2 separate regions of the Rattus norvegicus genome follow, and region 1 is linked to region 2. Evidence: chromatin contacts called from public Hi-C data. All regions are on one chromosome and are shown on one strand. Each heading gives the region's core, a stretch centred on a gene start, on an enhancer-like site or on the middle of the called end of the contact. The rest is flanking DNA. Distances are from core to core; before and after follow the strand shown. Region 1 has its middle 110 kb from the start of Cdca7l. Region 2 overlaps Rapgef5 (Rap guanine nucleotide exchange factor 5).

Evidence for each region. Hi-C and Micro-C count contacts between places; a contact is called where the count stands out from the background.
Region 1: a contact with region 2 is called in a Hi-C map of frontal cortex, with 2.1 times the contacts expected there. The contact joins two enhancer-like sites. A contact is called at or near these places in 5 of 12 Hi-C or Micro-C datasets (Schwann cells, frontal cortex, liver and 1 more).

What each region holds. Positions count from the first base shown.
Region 1 is chr6:144,824,055-144,827,985 of GRCr8, forward strand. No RefSeq gene overlaps it. Among named protein-coding and RNA genes, the nearest start is that of Cdca7l, 110 kb to the right of the region's middle. Within about 2 kb of position 2,352, at least 10 of the 93 cell types and tissues checked have an H3K27ac peak or open chromatin away from gene starts, as enhancers often do.
Region 2 is chr6:144,713,454-144,717,434 of GRCr8, forward strand. Rapgef5 (Rap guanine nucleotide exchange factor 5) reads left to right here. Exons shown (of 26, transcript NM_001395143.1): 9 at 982-1,107. Among named protein-coding and RNA genes, the nearest start is that of Rapgef5, 130 kb to the left of the region's middle. Within about 2 kb of position 1,673, at least 49 of the 93 cell types and tissues checked have an H3K27ac peak or open chromatin away from gene starts, as enhancers often do.

The DNA of each region.
Region 1 (3,931 bases), core at 1,102-3,601, 110 kb after region 2:
TAGGAATGGGTGATCCTGAGCTCCAGAATTGGTAGGGAATAGAAGAGAAGGTGGCACCAGGTGGAAAGGTTCCTACCCGATTTCCTCTGCTTTCATTTCGAGAGAGGAACTTGGTTCCTATGAGTCAGAACCCCGTGCTCTTTCAATACAACAAAATGAATTTGTGGTCTTGGCGCCAGTGACCTACTGCAGGATGGATTACAGGGCGTCAGTCTCAATATTGGGTCTCATTTTTTTTTTGAGGTCTTTAGGATCCCCAATAAGCAGTCTCTACTTCCCTTCAAAAGTCCCTTGAAACAATTGAGATCTATTATAAAGTTTCAGATTTGTTAAGCTTCCTGAAGTAGGGTGTCCCCGTTATTGGAATCCGCTGGAATTTCTCTTACCTAAACAGAACAAGCAGCTGTCTTTCCAGTGCACAAGAAAGGCACACATGATATGACAGAGTCAGGTGACAGAGTCGGGTGCAGAGTCAAGTCAAGGACTGTAATATGTGGCCTCTGGGGAACTTGCTTAGAGCCCTACTACTTGGTTTAGCCTCTCTATTGGCTTAGGAGGAACAGAGGCTACTATGGTTCCCAATTTCCCACCCCTCTCCACAGCAGTCCCAGAGCAAGCTCTGAGGCAGCTTCCTGAGCTCATTGGTCTTACCCATCTAGATTAGCTTTCTAGTTTCTCTCATGGCACTTGCACAACGGAGTTAAAATGCCCCCACTGGGGGTTGGGGATTTAGCTCAGTGGTAGAGCGCTTGCCTAGCAAGCACAAGGCCCTGGGTTCGGTCCCCAGCTCCGAAAAAAAGAAAAAAAGTGCCCCCACTTCCCCCCAACTCCCCAGGGAGAGGAACTTCCCAATGCCTAACCACACCTTGTCACCATTTATCTCCTGCTACTGCCTCACCAAATGTCAGATGTTGATGGGCCTGGGAAGAGAGCCAGGTGCTGCCGTGGGGTTTTCCAGCATCTTGGGAGTCTCCAGCATGAAGTAGGTAATAGGAATGCCAGGCACTCCTTGCTGGCTTTTCTCCAGAAGGATTCTGAAAGGCAGCCCCAGCTTCCGAGGCCACCCTGCCTGCCGTCATGCCCATGAGAAGTTCTGAGCTGCCAGGTCCTTCTACTCCTGTGCACCCGCAGAGTTCCTAAGGTGTCAGCATGGTTGGAGTATAATTTCTATCCAGAACCTTTGGAGAAAATCCCTGGAGTAGTCATCACCTTCTTCAGAGTCCTGATGAACCACAGTCACAGGACACACAGAGACAGCACAACTGAAGTCTCAAACACAGTCACCTGCAGGAAAGACTGGTGCCATGGCAACATTGTTGCCAAGCTCTACAGCAACAGTGACTCCCGTCAGTCTCAGAGCTCTTAAACCTGGGGTGGTGAGGTGCGGCACCATCCTTTCAAGCCCAGTTTGCAGAAATGATCTTGAACTCTGACATCCCTTGTTTGCTGTTTGGGTAGGAGAAATTCAAGATGCCATTGGTAACAAGGTGCCTCACTTGTTCCAAGTAACTTTTGAAAGGTAGTAGATAGGCTGCTTACACAGGTTCCCAAAGGCCTTAGAGAATGGGATCTAATACTGTGCTCACTGCCTTGAAGTCTATGCTACAGCTAAATCACTGGGTTTGCTCAACTTGGCCTTCCTGAGTTCAATCCTCACTTAAAAGTCATCTCAGTAACTCACACCCTGGATCTTCTTCTCAACTTCATTCCCTACAATAAAGTCCAAAGTACCCTCATACATCCAAAACAGCCCCTTCCAAAACAGAAATCTCATCACCCTTCTCTCCAGACCCCCTTCTTCAATGACACATTGTAGACAGCAAAACAGCCTCAGCTGCAGATTCTTTCTGTCCTCTGAGCACCACCTCCCAAGTCGGACAGACAGATACTCCAGTAGACCAAAATCTTGGTGCCCTATAAAACATCTATACATAGAGGGAATGTGATTCTTACTATTTTCAATGCCTATTGTCTTAGGGTTTCTGTTGCTCAGGCAAAACACCATGACCAAAAGCAGCTTGAGGAGGAAAGGGTTTAAGTCCATTAGCATAAGTCCATTTCCCTGGAAATCAAGGCAATATCTCAAGGCATGAATCTGGAGATAGGAACTGAGACAAAGTCTATGGAGACTTTGCTTCTTACTGGCTTGTTTCTCCTTGTTTACTCCTGCTCTCTTACAGTACTTAGGACTACCAGCCTGTGGGTGGTACCATCCACAGTGACCTGTGCCGGCCCATACACACACGCGCGCACACACACACACACATCCTTGAAGAAGCAACCTGGGCTTGCCCACAGGTCAATTTGGTGGAAGCATTTTCTCAACTGAGGTTCTCTATTCCAAAGTGACTCTAGCTTACACCAAACAGACATAAAACTAGCCAGCATGCCTATGGAAACTAGCAGGCACCAAATATTTGTTGAACAAGTCAATATATTTAAATATACCTGCTAGTCAAAGGTATTAAATTGTGGTATATGTATGTGTGCCTCCTCTCTCTCTCTCTCTCTCTCTCTCTCTCTCCCCCCCTCTTCCTCTCTCTCTTTCCTCTCTCTTCCTCTCTCTCTTCTTCCTCTCTCTCTCTCTCTCTCTCTCTCTCTCTCTCTCTCTGTTAGTTAAGGATCATGAGTCCTAAGATTAACCAGTTTTGAACACAGTGCAGGCCACAGAGGAGGTATGCACTGGGAGTCATTAAGAGCCCTTGTTGCTTGTGACTTTAAGCTGGTGCAGACCTAGACATGCCTTTCTAGGTTGGTTTTTTGGGGGGATTTGTTTTGTGGCTTGACTGCTGTAAGAAATAACTGATTGTATTCCTTTGTGTTCAGTTGGCCTGTGCCTGGCCTCAGAAGGAGCAGGAAGGGAAAAGGGAGGAGGCTGGAAAGGAAAGCCTCACCCCTTCCTGCTCTGCACCCTGTGCTGATTCAGCGCTCTTTCGAGGGGTGTAGTCTGCAATAAATACACAAAAGAGCCCCAGGAGCCAGCATGCCAACACACCAGGGCCTGCTGCCTCAACACAGGGCATGATATAGCAGAGAGTGGAGCAGTCCATGAAACAAGACTAAGTCTGAAATAAAAATTTTCCTCAAGGAGACTGGAGCCAAAGAATATGAGTGTTCCCAGTGCTTAGTTGCTTATAAAGGTGCTATGCAGTCATTAAACCCTGTTTACAGGGAATAGAAGGTTCTGCTTATCAGAGTACCAGGGAGAACAGAGACAAGGAAGTACAGATAGAAAAAGACACAGGCTATAACAAGTTCACACACTGAGCACACAGCAGGACACATTCGGGGCATGGCTCTCAGGGCACATCACATCACCATTGAATGTACACCACTAGGCAGAGTTCAGGACTGTTCTTGTCACTATTCCTGGGTGAGTGTGAATGCTTTCCCTTGGACACAATCTCACAGCAAACTCCCTGATCCACTGTCTCTTATAATCTTCGTGTTCCCTCTTCTGCAATGATTCCTGAGCCTTGGGTGTGAGAGTTGCTTTATAGATGTTTCCACTGATACTGGGTCCACACTCTGTAGTTTGATTGGTTGTGGTTTTCTGTAACGGTCTCCATCTGTCCCAAAGTTTCCTTAACGAAATGTGAGAACTACACTCCTCTGCGTCTATAGGGACAAATAGTTACAATGTATTTAGGGATTATGCTGGTTTAGTAAGGTTCTCCTCCAAGACCCATGATGTCACTGGCCCTGGGAAGTTGACCGGGTTTCCATCAGTAGTCATGGACTTTCCTCTTGTTCATTAGGTAGATTTTTTTTTTTTTTTTTTTGCTTTTTTCATTTTAGAAGGTTATTGTTGGTTTTGTTTGTTTGTTTGTTTCTTGCTGTTGTTTTTTTTTTTCCAGAGACAGGCTTTCTCTGTGTAGCCCTGGATGTCCTGATATTCACTATATAGACCAGGGTAGCCCAAACTTGAAAT
Region 2 (3,981 bases), core at 423-2,922:
TTGCTTTGCATGTCTGGCTATATTTCAGTGACACCCAGTCGACAATGTGGGTGACTTTCACACAAACTGCTAAGACCAAACTGCTAAGAAACTTGGAGGCTCATACAGTTCCCATCCCCATATTTTGTCACGTCACTGAGTATATTCAAATCCTGTAGGTTATGTTGGGTAAATAAGGACTCAGTGGTTTTGACTAATCCTGCCAAGTTAACTTCAGGTTTCTTTGTTAGATCATGCCTTGGTATGGCTGTGTGAACCATTTGGGAAAGAATTTGAGTAGAAATGTTTTATAATCTCTGTGTTAGAATGACCTCCTTTTTTTTTTCCTGTTCTAAACTAGAATCACCTCCTTCCTATTTTCCCTGCTTATGACATAAATATATGAAGAAATGCATGATGCTTAGTGAGTTGCTTCTAACTGCTCACGAATGCTTTTACTTACACCCTCAATAGTACTTTTCCAGTTGTGAAGGAAAAAAAAGTTTATCCCATAACCTTCTTGCTAACTGTGCTTGTCCATGGAATGATCCACTCGGGCTAAAGAATTGGGAAGTTGTAGACTGTTATTTTTAGGACTCTGTATCACTTCACCCCTTTTGCCAGACTGGTTCCTGGCTAACTTTCCCATGAATTTTTAACCTTTTGCTAGGCTTTGCTTATGTAACAGGAAACAGGCTGTCAGGAACAAACAAATGCCAGCATATCAGGCGCACACGTAGTAGCAAATGATTTAGTTTGCCCTTCCAGCTCTTAAAGTAGACAGATACATGCTCTCTCAATTCGGAGTCTCTGGCACTGTATCTCTCTACTTTAAAATAACACAGATTTAACTCTGGAAAGGCAAAAATCTTTCACGATGGCCACGATTTAATTCAGGTCACAGTTAAAAAAATGCGCTTATTATAGGGTGAACTTTGTGGTGGTGTCATGTCCTGGGACTGCGGATTTAAGTATATCTTCGCTTTTTCTCCGACTCTGAAGGCTGGGGTGATGTGTAAGCTTCAAGAGAGAGATGATATCGGACGTATTGAGCTGGTCCACAAGCTGGCAAGAGAGAACTGTCAGTTTTTACAGACAGACAAAAAAGAACCGGAGAAGTCGGAACAGGTAAGTCCTTTCCTCCTGGGGGTGTGGGTTTGAATGGCTGGAAAGTGGTTCTGCTTGGCTGTATGTGTGAAGGTACAAATATTTTATTGCAATTGTATGGGATTTTTACCTCTGCACAACATCCTTCTAACTAAGATAGCAGATGCCCTCAACTCTCAATCTAGTGACTTTGGAACTCAGTTTATAAGAGAACTCCTCTCAGAAGTAAGTCATGTAAAAACCAAGCTACGAATGCATATCTGTCATGACTGTGAGTTGAAAACCTCCTGGTCTTACACTGGAAATCTTGGCCATTATATAGACCAGAGAATATAGATTTTTTTTTTAGACAAATGTCCCAATGTACTTTCATATTCATCTTGGTCTTGGATCTCATCTCCAGGGAATGTACCCTGGGTCACTAGAAATAGATAAGGACAGAAAAACAGATTACAGCCGCCCTCAACGAGGGCGGGTCCGATGGAGACTCACCAGTAGCTTCTGAACGCTATGTTCCAACAAGAGTGATATTGTGTGGATACAGTGAGAGCCGGGTGGGGGGAGAGGCGGGGAGGACGAGCTGCTTGGTCCCCTGAAAGCCGTTATTCAGCTGGAGCCTGAGAGCTGAGAATGCTACCCTCAGACTGGGAAGACAATGTGGCCACTTTCTTTTGCCACATATTGTGATCTGCTGATTGTTATTTGTTAAGACTTCACTCTTGCTGTCCCCGGTGGTTCACAGAGGAGAACAGTTCTCTGTCTTTCTCTGGCTATAACTTTCCTTTCACATTTTCAGACTTTGCCAGGGGAGAAGAAACTGCTATGTGCTCTTTGAGCCCCAAGTCCATCGATACAAGTGACAGGGTTTTCCTGTGGAAGTGGTGGCTTGGGACCTCTCTGGCTGGCTGTTCAGCTTATAAACATGGGATATTTTTAATAGCTTGGCAGCTTAGCACAGTAGAAGTTGGTACCTCGAGTAGAAGGAATGATAAGATAACTTCAGAGCCTTGAGATTGAACTGTTGCAGGGCTAGCTGTGTAGTTGGAAGACTCACCGTCTGCCATTTGCTGGGTACTGCTGAGAAGTTCAAGAACTTGTTTAAGGTGTTAAAAGCATCCTTCGCTTTTAAGTTTGCCTGTGTCACAGCCTAATCCTTACCTAGTCATATTCTTGGGGTATTATCTATCTCAATGTGCAGCTTCAACTTCTCAAGCTCCTCCTCCTTTGGGCTCATTTTAATTAGGAGGTCAGCGGCTTTCATTGCCTTTTTACTTCTAGATGCATCATGAGTATTAACTATTGATGGTGTGAAAACGTGTCACAGTGCAATGATGGGTGTTCTTCCTAGTGGTCCTTTAAATGAATGCTGATTCTTATGGGTGATTGCCAATGAGATGCACGGAACCAGTGACAACTGGAAATAGGGCAGACTTGCTCAAAGCAAAATGGTATAGTCTTACTCTACAGGAACTAACCGTAGGCTTCAGGCCATGAAGAACTCTGTGCTGTTCACAGGACACCTGTATTACCTTCATTTTGTCATTATTATAATACAGAATATTATAGTTACAGCTAGTGAGATTGAGGTTCCCTGCAAAATGTAGACATCTGAAGCTAGTACTAATCACTGGTAAGGTTTTGAAAGGAGCAAGAAATTTCAAGTGTGAAGATTTGCAGTTTGGCTTATGATTATTTTGCTATTGTTGTTGTTGTTGTTGTTGTTGCCTTTAAACCTTTTGAAGTCCCTAAAACAGAACAGTAGTGGTTCTTAGTTCTCTCATGAGTGTCCCATGACTGATGCATTTACATCTCTGAAATGTTTGCATCTAAGAGGGAAAGTGTGTAAACAAACATTGGAATTACGGCTCTCCCCACACAGCCTTTCCCATCCAACTTAAAAATCTCCATCTGCAGGATGACCCCACTTGAGCCAGTCAGCAACAGAGCTGAAGCTGATGCACCTCTTCATAAAGGAATGGCTGCCTATGTGTCTTTACAGTCACTATCTAAAAATCCAAGCCTTCTGCCCTTACTTTAACCTTTCATAGCTTGAGAATCTCTTGTAACCATACTTTTGCTAAGTTGAGTGTTCATGGGCTTTAGTTTGCAATCCCAGGCCTCTGCTCCTGCTCAGGGAAGCTCAGTTGAAGTACACAGCAGCAGAGGAAACTGCAGTCCAGCGGTGTCAGCCCAAGTCAGCTGCCTGCTCTCCTTATCCCACAGTACTGGCCCGGCCCTGCAGCTGTGCACGGGTTTCCTTCCTTCTGTCACTTTTAAATCTCATGCACCTTTCCTGGCTGAAGCTAGCTCAATAAAGAACGACAGCATTGAAGTTAGAATATCTGCCCTGTTCTCCCGTTCCAGAACATCCCTCTCATAAGTGTGTGCCCAGAAGTAACATTGAAGGATAACTGCTGAGTCAGGCATAGTTAGCGAAGCACAGCCCCTGCGACTCTTAGTGGCCCATTACGAACTGAAGGGGATGGGAGCCCTCAGAGCGGGCACCTCTAGTATTTTCTTGAACTGACAAATGCTGTGATTATAAATTCATGAAATCCTAAAAAATGTCTCCCTGTGTGCTTGCGCCAGGGAGTTGCAGGAGGAAAAATTTAAAAGTGCAATTATCGTGCTTCTTGGGAATCCTCCAGCCCGTGTTCTGTTAACCAGCTATCATCAAAACTAGCTATGAGGCAGCACTCATTTCTAGGTGTTGATAATTAGTATGTGGAGACTTAAGCAAGAGGGTAAAAATAGGACTGTGTCTTCTAAACATTTCGGTGGGAGAATTAACATCTAGTCGTTAACTCTTTGAGGACGTGAACCTCTTATGTAGGTATAGAATGTGTGGGTCTTAATTGTGTGGTTGTATCAGTAGAGCATGGGGGCAAACAGGAA